Regions from separate parts of the Bos taurus genome. Here region 1 is linked to region 2. A link is a contact called in public Hi-C data. All regions are on one chromosome and are shown on one strand. Each heading gives the region's core, a stretch centred on a gene start, on an enhancer-like site or on the middle of the called end of the contact. The rest is flanking DNA. Distances are from core to core; before and after follow the strand shown. Region 1 holds the start of B9D1 (B9 domain containing 1). Region 2 has its middle 8.0 kb from the start of TRNAW-CCA.

Region 1 (6,412 bases), core at 2,996-5,495, 68 kb after region 2:
CTCATGGAGTCAAGTGTCGTGGGTGCTGCAGAGTTTGTGGGGCCTAGGGAGGGGAGAGGAGGAGGTCTGTGGGTGCTGATGTCACTGCTGGCCTCTGCCTCTCACCTGAGATGGCAGGTCTAGGGGTCCCCAGCCCCCCGCCCCAGCAGGGGCCAAGGTCTGTGAGTAGGATGCTTGCCTGAGGCCGTGCACGCTGGGGCAGGCCCTGCCTGGCGCTTCCTTTTCCCCAGACCAGTTCCCCTTTGTCCAGGACGTGGGCCTTAGGATGGTGGTAGGGAGGGGATGCTGGAGAGGTTAAATGTCCTGGGCTGATGGGGGTGGTGTGGGGGTGAGGGAAGGCCAGACCCAGCAGAAACAGTCTGATTTACAGATGAGGCGGCTGCTGCTGCTGTTTGGTGAGGAGCTGCAGGCAGGAAGGGGGCTCCTGCCGGGAGGACCCAACCCCTCAAGGGCCAAGAGTCCAGGTTCTCCTGACTCGTAGCCCAGACATGGGTTCAAATAACAGGAAAGCTGTACAAGATAGAGACGTGCCAGGCACTGGGCAGGGTGCCTGCCCGAGGGTGAACCAAGCTAACAGGCCCAGGCGGCCAGGAGCCCAGCACGTTAGTTAGGAGTGTGCTCCTTGTCTGGAAAGAAATGCAAGCAGAGCTGTACACACAAGTATAATGAGCTTCTGGGCAGGAGAGATGCAGGGAATCTGCCAGGGCAGACTATGATCAAGGGATCAGGGGACGCAGAGAGGAGATCAACATCAACTAGAGACAGAGAGCAGATGCTGAGGCCCCGGGACCCAGAACTCATCCTTGAGGCAGGGCCCAGACCGGCAGATGCCCACAACAGGAAGGGCCTAGCCAAGTGGCCTTGGCAGGCCAGCATCTTTCTGGTACCACAGAGAGGGGGCCCTCATCTCCTGAGAGTGGGTGCTCACAGGTGCCGAATGCTTTGGCAGGCGGTTGCCGGAGCCAGGGAGGGTGGTGGAGAGGGGCTCGGGGATGGGGGGCCTGAAGTGGGTTCCCAGATGCTTCACTTCCACTCTCCACAGCTGGCCTCAGTCCCCCTTCAGCGTGACCCTGAGCCGAGACGGACTGGCACTGGAAAGTTGTGAGAGCCAGTCCAGTGTGGAGGAACTGCTCCTGTCCCCAGGAGGGTCCAGGACCTTTGGGTCTGGTGGCCTGGCCCTGGCCTGGCTGGCAAACCCACCATTTCTCAGTGCTACGCAGCCTGTCCCTCCAGCCACCGGGCCCAAACCTTTGTTCACGTTGTGGCTGTGTTGGGCCCAGGGGTTTGAGCCTGACTTCAGGAGGGACAGGAGCAGAAGTCCAGCGTGGAAGCATCGGGGGAGATGCTGGGCTGGGCTGGGCAATCGGCCAGGGTGGAGCTGGGGTGCCACAGAGCAGAAGTCCCCAGTCTCTGACCCTGAGAACAGCCCACCTCTGACTGCTGCTGGCTGGCACGCAGATACGGGCATCAGGCATTGGTGCCCGCTACGCCGGGGCCAGCTTCCAGCCCCACCCAGCCCTCAGGGTGACACTGGGCACTCTCCCAGCCCCCTCCCTTCGGCCACAGTGTGTCCCCAGTCTCAGTGGGCCTGGCCCTGAGGGGACTATGAGAGTACAACGGAGGAAGAAGCTACACTGAGAGGGGCTAGGGGTCCAGAGAGAGGACAGGGAGGACTGGAAGTCCAGGAGGAGTGGAAAGTTTTGAGGCCAGGTTGGTGCCAACCTGCTGAGGGTTGGCTCCCCTCCCTGTGCAGACCCCTACATCCTGCCCCGAAAACTGCACAGCATCCTGCCTAGGCTACTGCACACCAGCACCTGCAAAGACCCCCTCCTCCTCCCTCTGACTGTCCTGATCTGAAGACCCGCCTGCCCAAGGGCTCCTGATGCACCAGACCCCATAACAGCCCACCCCACCTCACAGTGAGGACTCCAGTCGGGCCCCACCAGCCCCGCAGTTCCTCCTAAAGCCACTAGGCCTGGTCATCTCCTACCTTCCAGGGGACTACTGATCTGCACCCCTAATGGACACCCCAGAGATTCCTCCCCGCCCCCAGGAGCCTCCCTGTCCAGGTTCTGTGCAAATGTGGGGCAGCCTTGGACACAGCCAGGTTTGCAACTCTAGGGAGCCCATGATTATTTGATAACAGCAAGCATTTTGTTGAAAACTGATTTGTGTAACACCAAGCCTCAAAAGCCACTGGAAAGTGTTAGACGAGAGTGGTATCATCTGTGGAGAAGCATCTTAACTGGAAAGGGATGGGGGGGTGTGTGTGGGGGACATGGCCAAGGCCTCAGGGAGGCAGACTCTCACCCGAGCCCCTGGCCCACCCATCAGGCTCCCCAGCCTCAGCCTCTCTTATCAGATGTGTGAACACGGGCTGTCCCGTCCCCTGTCAAGTATCTTTGCTTACCTGGCGGGGGGTGGGGGTGGGGGGACGGTCAGTGGGCCTGGGCTGGCTGTGACCTCTCCTTCCCTTTCCCGCACAGATGTCTCCTGGGACAACCCCTGGTCTGCTACCGAGCCAGCAGCTGGCTGCTGCAGGGTGTGATGACCTGGGCACCCTACTGAGGGCACGGCCTCCCTGATGTCTACACACCTGTCCATCCCTTCATTCTCTGGATCCCAGATAAGGTTTCTAACGCCACCTTTGATACCTTGGTCAAGAAACGCCCTTGGCGCTGGCCCAAGCCCAGGAAGGGAAGCAGCAGCAAGGGTCCCAAGCTGATGGAGTCCTCACTCAGCTCTGTATCTACAGCTCTGACTGAGTCCCAGTCATCTTGCATCTGAATCTGCTTCCTCTTATGCACAACGCCTGTTGTTCAGTCGTTCAGTCGTGTCCAGCTCTTTGTGACCCCATGGACTGCAGCAGGCCAGGCCTCCCTGTGCATCACCACCATTTCCTGTCCACCAAACTCATGTCCATTGAGTCAGTGATGCCATCTAACCATCTCATCCTGTGTCGTCCCCTTCTTCCCCCGCCTTCAGTCTTTCTCAGCATCAGGGTCTTTTCCAATGAGTCAGTTCTTCACATCAGGTGGTCAAAGTATCAGAGTTTCAGCTTCAGCATCATTCCTTCCAATGAATATTCAGGACTAATTTCCTTTAGGATGGACTAGTTGGATCTCTTTGTTGTCCAAGGGACTCTCAAGAGTCTTCTCCAACACTACAGTTTGAAAGCATCAATTCTTTAGCACTCAGCCTTCTTTATGGTCCAACTCTCACATCCTCCATACATGACTACTGGAAAAACCATAGCTTTGATATTGCGCAACGGAGATGTATTCACACTCCAGTACTCTTGCCTGGAAAATTCAATGGACGGAGGAGCCTGGTAGGCAGCAGTCCATGGGGTCGCTAAGAGTCGGATACGACTGAGCGACTTCACTTTCACTTTTCACTTTCATGCGTTGGAGAAGGAAATGGCAACCCACTCCAGTGTTCTTGCCTGGAGAATCCCAGGGACGGGGGAGCCTAGTGGGCTGCAGTCTATGGGGTCGCACAGAGTCGGACACGACTGAAGCGACTTAGCAGCAGCAGACGTATTCAATTATCCATCCACTCCACAAGCTGCCACCAGTGCTCAGGCAACCGGGACACGGGGCTGGCACAGCCCTGGTGTTCGTGGTGTAGGGCTTGGGGGAGAGGCGGCACTGGCTGGAGCTGTCACAGTAATCAATGTGCAAAAGCGAACAGTGGTGAGCGCTGAGAGCAGGCGGGCAGCCGAGCCCGGTGGGCTCGCCCCTCCCCACCGGCAAGGTGCTGGGGCGGCCCCTCAGAGGTCCGTTTTCCCGCGTCACGCAGAGACCTGCTGTCTTGGGCTTAAGGACCTTCCAGGTCCCTTCTCGGTTTGTCTAATAAACTTTTGGGAGGCGAGGGTCTCAAAGGCACGAGGGAGAATCTGTCGACCCGAGGCAGGGAGCTGCTGGCCCCACGGGGACTCTCGGAAGCGCGGCCGGACCCCGCCCCTCAGCAGCCTCGGGCTCCAGTCACACACTCCAGCCGGCAGCGCGGTGGTCAGAACGGACACACATTCCCGGGCGATGGCCTGGGTCCTACACCACCAGCTACACTCGCGTGGGGTTCCTCGCGCCGACCGCCCAGCAGACTGACCGGACGGCTGAGCCCCGCCTCCCACCGCAACGGGCCGCTCCGACTGCGCCTGCGCGCCGCCGCCTTGTGCGCGCTTTTCCGAAGCTCCCGCTTCCCTGAAACTTGTCCCTTGCGCCACGCCGTCGTCTCCAGGGCAACCCGGCGCCTCCTAGAAACCGCGCGGCCCGGCTATGGCGGCCGCGGCCCCCAGCGTGTTCCTGCTCATGGTCAACGGGCAGGTGGAGAGCGCCCAGGTGAGCGGCCGTGAGTTCTCCAGGGTCGAACCTCGGGGGAGGGAGCCAGCGTGACAGGCTTGGCGAGAGGTCGCGCGGACCCTCCGCCACGAAGTGCGGTGGGGAAACAGGCCTGGAGGGTTGAGCAGGCCGAGGCCACAGTTGGCCGAGCCCGCGTGAAGATTCGGGCAGGGGCCTCCATCCACCCAGCGACCCTCAGCTCCTCCGGCGCGGGTTGGTCTGACACAGCGATGGTGGCAGCTCTCCTGACCTGGAGGGTGTGTCTGTCCGACGGAAGGGGACAGTGCTTTCCAGTCCCCTGCATGTCCTAAGAACCGTTTGTTACTACTGTAAGACATGATATATGCCAGTCTTCATGCCCAGCCCCGCTCAGCCAGTCTTCACAACCACCCTTTGAAGTAGGTATTACTTGCACCCCCATTTTACAGATGGGAAGTTGCCCAAAGGAAGTGGCAAAACGAATTTCAAACTTGGACTGATGTCAAAGCTTTGCTGGACTTGCCTTTCCAGGCTGTTTTTAAAATATTATGATTATATTGTGAGTACTAACCAAGGTGGTCTAGGTAAAGCCCCGTGGGGTCTCTTAGTGGGCATCTCCCGCCTTCCTGTTTCATCAGGGTCGCTGCCCCACGCTCCCACCCTGTCCACCTCCTCCTTGGCCTGGTGCCTAAGGCCAGCTTCCCCTCTTCTGCTTTATCCCAGCAGGGGCCTCAGCTGGGCTGGGTCACATGTGCCTGTGTTCTCAGCAGCCCCTCATCCCCACTCTTCCCCTTCTCTGCTTGGGCCGCTCTGCAGGCCCTCAGCTCCCACCAAGCCCTGTATCCTGGGAGCACCTGTCTTCTAGACCTTTCACTTCGGCATCATTCCTTAGACCCTCCTGTGCCCACCCTGTGCCAGGTGCTAGGGACACAGAAGGCCCACATACCTGTCCCTTGTTCACAGTCTAATGGAGTTGAGAGAAATAAACATGGTCAGTGCTGTGATGGAGCACCAGGGGCTGTGGAAGCTGGGATGTGGCTCCAACAACCTGGAAGTCATGGCAGGCTCCCCGAAGTGTCAGTTTTGAAGGGTGACCAGCACTCCTCCAGGTGAAGGAATGAGAAGGGCATGTCATACAGATGTCAGAGCCTGAGCAAAAGCCTGGGGGCAGCAGTGGCCCTGGACTATCCCACATCTTGAGACCAGACCCTCCAATGAACTCCATATCCACGCACCCTGCTCTCTCAGCCCCTGCCCGCCAGGTGCCTCATGTTCAGAGTTGCTGGTGGCTGTACCTGCCTGGCTAACAGGTGGTCACAGCATGAGTCCCTGTGAGCAGAAGCTGTGTGTGCTTATTTCCAGTTTCCTGAGTACGACGACCTCTACTGCAAGTACTGTTTCGTGTATGGCCAGGACTGGGCCCCCACAGCGGTAAGCTGGACCCTACAGCCTCCCAGACTCACAGCTTTTGTGACTGGAGGGGTTTCTGAAGGCGCCATTGCACCCTTTCCCCTCCCAGTTCAGAACCAGTTAAGAGTTCACGGGTGGCACACACGTGAGTTTGTTCCCAGTGAGGCCGGGGCAGAGAATGCAGAGATCCCTGATCCACCCTTAAGGCTATGGTCGCTCCTGGGCCCTGCCCTGCAGCAAACAAAGCCAGACCAGCTCAGCTTTGCTGGGGCCACTTGCCTGAGAGGGAGACAGACTCGGGGCAGTAAACGCTCCAGGCTGTTGGCTAGTAGCGGTGCTGAGGGGAAAGTGAAGGCAGGAAGGGGAGGGATGAGAGGCCAGAAAAGGCCTCCTTAAGACAGTAACTGAGCGTAGAGCTGAAGGAAGCAGGGGGATGGGCCAAGTAGAAGGCTGTAGAATAAACTAGCTAGGCAGAACGACAAGGGAGAGGGCAACAGCCTGCTGGACCGTCCCCTCCTCTGAAGGAGGTGCAGGTGGAGCTTGGGCACCAGGAGAGGGGAGGGGCCTCAAGGTTTCAGGCCCTAATGGATAGAAACCCTCAAAGACCTGGGAGCCGCTCTGTCATGTCTTAGGTCCCTCTGTTCGGCAGAAGATGGTGATGAAAACAGCTCTCAGCTGTC
Region 2 (6,216 bases), core at 3,056-5,555:
AAAAAGCCCTCCCTCAGCACAGGAAAATTCAAGAGGATTATAGGTGAAACCAGTCTGCACCTCCCTGCCTGTCCTTTCCGTTTAAAGTTTCTGTGACCCTCTTAGGTTTTGGTTTTGCTGAGGATGTGGTTCTGTATAAACCCAAGTAAGTCTGGCTGATCTGTCAGGGCTCAAACGTCTTCACGGATCTAATGAGAAGGTTGCCATGCTTGTTTGTGGTCAGGGGAGACTGGGGCAGTGTGGATGTCCTTTACCTTGGAGACGGAGAGCTGAAAGCACAAAGTTCTGTCTATGGGTCATCAGTCGTGGGTACAGCTAGTGAGGACCACGGTCCTGTCCAGTTACTCCATGTGACAGTAAGTGTGACTTTCTCAACTTTGCCCCATGTGACAGTGCTGACTGTACTTGTTTCTGGAGATGTTCTTCAGTCTGGAGATCTTTTTTTTTTTTTTTTAATTTATTTGGTTTTAGTTGTGGCGTTTGGGATCATCAATCTTCTACTACTACTTAAAAATTTTTTTAAGTAATTTATTTATTTTGTCTGTGCTGGGTCTTCATTGCTGCCTGGACTTTTCTCTAGTTGAAGCAAGTGGGGGCTGCTCTCTAGCTGTGATGCATGGGCTTCTCATTGTGGGGATTTCTCTTGTCGTGGAGCACAGGCTCTAGGGTACATGGGCTCAGTAGTTATGGATCCCAGACCGGGGATTGAACCTGTGTTGGCAGGTGGATTCTTTGCCACTGAGCCACCAGGGAAGCCCTTCTTTTCCTTTAAAAAAAATATATTTATTTGTTTATTTGGCTGCATCGGTCTTAGTTGTGGAATGTGGGATCTAGTTCCCCAAGCAGGAATCAAACACAGGGCCCCCTGCATTGGGAGGGCAAAGTCTTAGCCACTGGATTACCAGGGAAGTCCCCAGCCTAGAGAGAGCCTTGGCATTTTACTAAATCAAAGATCCTCCTGGCTGTCACTCAGCAGATGCAGCTGATGGCAACTGGGTGCTGCACACACAGAGAGGCCTTGATGACAGACAGGGCCCTGAAATTCCATCAGCAGTCAAATGGAGACAGTGCCATCCTCTGGGAACTAAAACACCTGTCTTCCAACATGGAAGAACGATAAAAGGAAGAGCCTGTCCCTATTCATCAGGATTTAAATCTGGGTTTAAACTTAGACAAAGAACATCACTGTGGAAGGTTCCCTCTACCAAGGGGATGGCAAGTGTACCAGTCCTGTCTTTGCCACCTACTATCTGTGTGACACCAGACAAGTCACCCAACTTTTCTTTGCCATGGAGTCCTTCAATTCTAAGAGCTTCCCAGATGGCTTAGTGGTAAAGAACCTGCCTACCAATGCAAGAAACACAGGAGATGCAGGTTCCATCCCTGGGTCTGGAAGATTCCCTGGAGGAGGAAACGGCAACCCACTCCCAGTATTCTTGCCTGGGAAATCCCATGGACAGAGGAGCCTGGCGGGCTACATACAGTCCATGTGTTGCAACATGCCTCAATCTAAACTGTGATATAACCGGAGTAAAAGGATTGTAAGCCAAGTAATGCTTTGAAAATGAGCTCCAAAGAGCACAATGTTTCTAAAAAAATTTTTTTTAGTTGCAGCAGGGGGATATCTAGTTTCCTGACCAGAGATCGAATCTGTTCATCCCACCCCCTGTATTGGGAGCTCAGAGTCAACCTACGGGACCACCGGGACATCCCTGTTTCCTGCTTCTTGGCGTGTCTACTAGGCTTCCACGGACTTGTCAGAGCTCATGACTGTGGGGCTGTCAGGACTGCCCAGGGCTGTGGGGCAAGATGTGATTTAACCTAATGCTGGGCTCTCTCCAAGCACAAGCAGTAAGCAAGCCTGCTGTCAGTACTTACTCAGAGTCATGTAAGCTGGAAGATGGCTACCGCACAGCCCCTATTCCACCTTACATTCTTGTGTTATTTCTCTCCCTCTCAAAAATGTATTGTTCTTCTCTGATTAGGCATTAATGGAGTCCAACCAAATCACCCTATTTGGGTCCCCAGGATAGCCAGTGACCTTGTATCATCTGACGGATATGTAAATCAGGGAATCATCATCACAAAATGATTCATAAACCTACTCTGAGTCATCTGGAAACTCAGATCTTTGCAATTTTATCACTTTTATGAGGACCTACCACGTCCCTGGCACCATGGTACACATTTTACTCTTTGGCTGCATTGGGTCTTTATTGTGGCTGGTAGGCTTCTCTCGTTGTGGAGCATGGGCTTAGCTGCCCTGTGGCAATGTGGGATCTTAGTTCTGGGACCAGAGATTCAACCCTCTCCCCTGCGTTTCAAGGGCGAAATGTTAACCCCTGGAGCACCAGGGAGGTCCCAGTAGGTATTTTATATGTTACCTCATTTTGTCTTCACAACCAATACGCTCCTGAATTCTTCATGGAACTCTGACTTTTCCTATGGTTGTATGGTCTGTCGGTCCCCATAAATGGCTGCTCTCTTGCTCTTGGTACATCCCATGCCCCACTGGCCCTGCCTCACCCTTATGCTATGCAAAAGATTGCTTCCCGTCTATTTTTTTAATATTTATTTATTTAGCTGCAGCATACAGGCTCTTCATTTCACACAGGGACTCTATCTGTGGCTCATGGGCTTAGTTGCTTCGTGGCATGTGGGCTCTTAGGTCCCTGACCATAGATCGCACCCGAGTCCCCTGCATTCTTAACAACTGGACTACCAGGGAAGTCCCTGCATCCCCGTCTTAATCTGCAAGTTTAATCAGGAATCGCCAGCATGATCAGCCTGTGTGTGTGTAAGTCTCTCAGTCGTGTCCGACTCTGCAACCCCATGGACTGTAGCTTGCCAGGTTCTGCTGTCCATGGGATTCTCCAGGCAAGAATACTGGAGTGGGTTGCCACCGCCTTCTCCAGTGATCAGCCTGACCCCCAGCTAAAATTTGTTCCAGCCCAAGGACCAGAATGGCTCCATTATGTTTGGTCATCATCAGGAGACATCAGCCTTCATTACTGTTGCTAACCCAGAGCTGTGTGGGAGCCCCCCTGTTGACCAAGGGGGCTTCTAACATCACGCCCCCTACAACTGAGAGCAGCCCCCTCCAATGAAGATTGCTGCCATGTCCTGCTTGCCCTCCCCTGTACTCAGTGGGGTGTTGCTCCAGGACCTTTGCCTCTGACCTGTTAAGGTGCCCATCCAAAAAACACTGATGCCTCTGTCACTGTCTACAGGCTCTTTCTTCCATCTCACTGCTGGGCAGTTACAAGTACTGCAGGACTGAAGGATACAGGTTAGCAATAGTCTTTCTGCATTTTCCTCCATTCATTTTCATGTGAAATAACTCCCCTGGAAGAGCCTTGTGCTACTTTTTAACTTTCCCAGAAAGATTTTTCTGCTTTGGGCTTCCATTTATATTGTCACAGTATAAGGACTCTGCCATTTTTACAGAGATATTTTTGAATGTTTAATCTGTTGTTCAGTCTATTTATACCTTCTCTATCTGAAGGGAAGTGTTCCTAAGAATAAAACAGGAGTAACTGTAGGCTCCCAAAATGCTTCCAAAAATTCCAGCCCAGGACTGAGGGCCTCAACCTACTCCAGAAAAAAACACCAGTAACCCAATCCCAGGGTTCCTCGCGAAAGAACTGCACTCTCCACACTTTTGGGAGCTGAGAGTTCTAACTCTACATTTTAAAATATTTATTTTTGGCGGCATCCAGTCTCAGTAGTGGCACTCCGGCTTCTCCCCACTATGGGGCACATGCCCAGGAGTTGCAGCCCACAGGGTTAGCTGCCCCACAGTACGGTGTATCTAGATCCCCGGGGTAGGGGTAGGGGTTAGGGTTAGGGATGGAACACGCACCCCCTGCACTGGAAAGTGGATTTTTAACCACTGGACCACCCAGTTCCTACACTCTTAACACAATCTCTTTATGGGTGTTTCCAGAGGCTCAGTGCGCTCCAGGCTCAATTTGTCCCCAGGCTGTAGAGCCGTCCCGCGGGCCATCAGTGTCCTCTTTGTGCCTACGCCGCCCGGCCCAGCCGAGCCGAGGGCAACTCTCCTCTGGACCGCGCCCCCGTCCCGCTCCCTGGGAGGGAGGCGGCAGAAGGTGCGGAGGCGCAGGTGGGCGCGCAGGACTCACATGCCACGCCCAGGCCTGGCGGGCGGTGGGAGGCAGGCGAGGCCGGGCCTCAACCCGGGGGCGCGAGACCCTCGACCGCAAGGAGGGCGCACACAGGCGATGAGCTCGGCCTCTAGCGCCCACCGCACCTGCCGGCAGCCAATCCCGCCGCGGCTCCGCGAACGCCTGGATGGGGCGCGGTGACGTCATGCACACTCGTGCCCACCCCATAAGTCCGCCAACCTTTCCTGCCCCCTCCCGGCTCCATCCCCAGGAGTCAGCGTGTGTCCTGTACGGCGACGTCCCCAGTTTATTGTTCACTTCATCGTAGACCGTATCAAGGCCAGTTGCCCGACGACGCAGATGAGCTGGCTTAGGAGGAAAGCTGGGAGGGGAATCTGAGGGCGCAGAAAATGAGGCGCTGTGCGTCCAGATCAGGTCTAATTGGCTGCGAGTGTGAATTCTGTGAGTCTGCTCCTCGCAGCTCCCAGAGGAGAGTGAACACCGTACCCGCCGAGTAATTAAGACTGGGTGAGAATTGCAAATGTTGTCCCTGAGAACCCTAACCTTCTCTGTGTTCCCAACGGGAAGTCCACGAAGGGGCTCTGAGTAGTGAGCTGGGAGAGAGATGCAAGGTTTCCTGACGCCCCGGGACTGACCTGCTGCTCCTTCCCTCCACAGTCCATCTGAAGTCACTGTGCTGGAGGACGGGCTACTGCCCACATTCTGAGAGTGTAATCGAATGGCTTTGAAGCTGGGCTGCCTGGGTGGAGTCCCCACCGGTCACTGGCCCTCGCGTGGGTCTAAGGTGTGTCTTAAACTCCCTCACTCTCACTTCTAGGTATAAAGAGGACCGACAGCGGGAGCCTCACTCAGGGCTACTGTGAGGTTAGCATAGGAACCAATAACGTACTCTGAACATACCTGTGCTGTCAGTTTTTTCATAATTTACTCAAATTCTTTTTTTATTATTTATTTGTTGGTCACACTGTGAGGCAGGTGGGATCTTACTTCCCTGACCAGGAATTGAACCCGTGACCCCTGCAGTGGAAGCAGTCTTAAGGAACCACCAGAAAAGTCTCAATTCAGAGATTTTTGAATCAGGCAGCATTTATTTCATCCAGCACATGAGAAGGAGATTAGAGGAGCTGTACAGAATGAAGGCTTTTACAGGCAAAAGGGGACTAGGAAAAAAAGGCAGTTACTAACAGAGTGGATTGCTTTAGGCAGGGTCACCTTCCTTTGGCGGGGAGAGGGGGGTTCTATCATGCAGATACCTCACTAATTCCTGTTGACTGGTTAAAGGGTCACATTCTTGGGAGACACTGCGGTTAGATAGTGTTAGATAGTAAGTATTCGTTTGCAGGTGACTCCATTTTGGGACCTGTAGTTCTTTTTTTTTTAAACAGACCTGACTCCCTTCTCAAGATCTGTGGTGGGATCGGGAATAGAAGTTACAACTCTTTGATTGGGAAGTTAGATCCTATATTAGATCCCTAGGGCTGCTGGAATGAAGAACCGCAAACTGGGAGCTTAAAACTCCAGAAGTTTATTCTCTCCCAGTCTGGAGGCCAGTGGTCTGAAGCCAAGGTGGCAGCAGGGTTAGTTCTCTAGGAGGCTCTGGGGGAGCATATGTTTCATGCCTCTTTCCTGGCTGCTGGGGTTGCTGGTAGAACTTGGCTTGTAGCTACCTCTCATGAAGATGTCTTCATGAGACATCTTCAGTTCTGTGTCCCTGTCTCTGCTTTCCCCCTCCTTCCTCTTAGGAGGACTTCAGTCAATGGAACTGTGACCTACTTTAAATCCAGGACGATCTTGAGACCCTTAACTGGATTATATCTGCAAAGACTCTATAATAATTTCCAAATAAGGTCACAACTGAAGTTTATGGTGGGCATGCCTTTTTGGGTGACACTATTCAACCCACTGCAGACCCATCTCTTGCTTGCAGCTGGCCTTGGACTTTGAGCATTTCTGATCTTTAGTTTCCTTACTAATTAAAGGAGATGGGGTCTTTGTCTGGTCTGTGTCACTCATTCAGCCTCTCATTCAAAGTCTGTGTTAAGCACCTTTTAGACAACTGGGCTCTATACAT

Evidence for each region. A called contact is a pair of places that touch in the nucleus more often than the background predicts.
Region 1: a Hi-C map of an unstated tissue shows a contact between it and region 2, with 4 times the contacts expected there. The contact joins the promoter of B9D1 here to the enhancer-like site in region 2. A contact is called at or near these places in 4 of 11 Hi-C or Micro-C datasets (liver, skeletal muscle and an unstated tissue).

What each region holds. Positions count from the first base shown.
Region 1 is chr19:34,102,514-34,108,925 of ARS-UCD2.0, forward strand. B9D1 (B9 domain containing 1) reads left to right here and starts at 4,246. Exons shown (of 7, transcript NM_001110064.2): 1 at 4,246-4,343; 2 at 5,685-5,753. The coding sequence starts at 4,281.
Region 2 is chr19:34,034,021-34,040,236 of ARS-UCD2.0, forward strand. No RefSeq gene overlaps it. Among named protein-coding and RNA genes, the nearest start is that of TRNAW-CCA, 8.0 kb to the left of the region's middle. Within about 2 kb of position 4,306, at least 9 of the 102 cell types and tissues checked have an H3K27ac peak or open chromatin away from gene starts, as enhancers often do.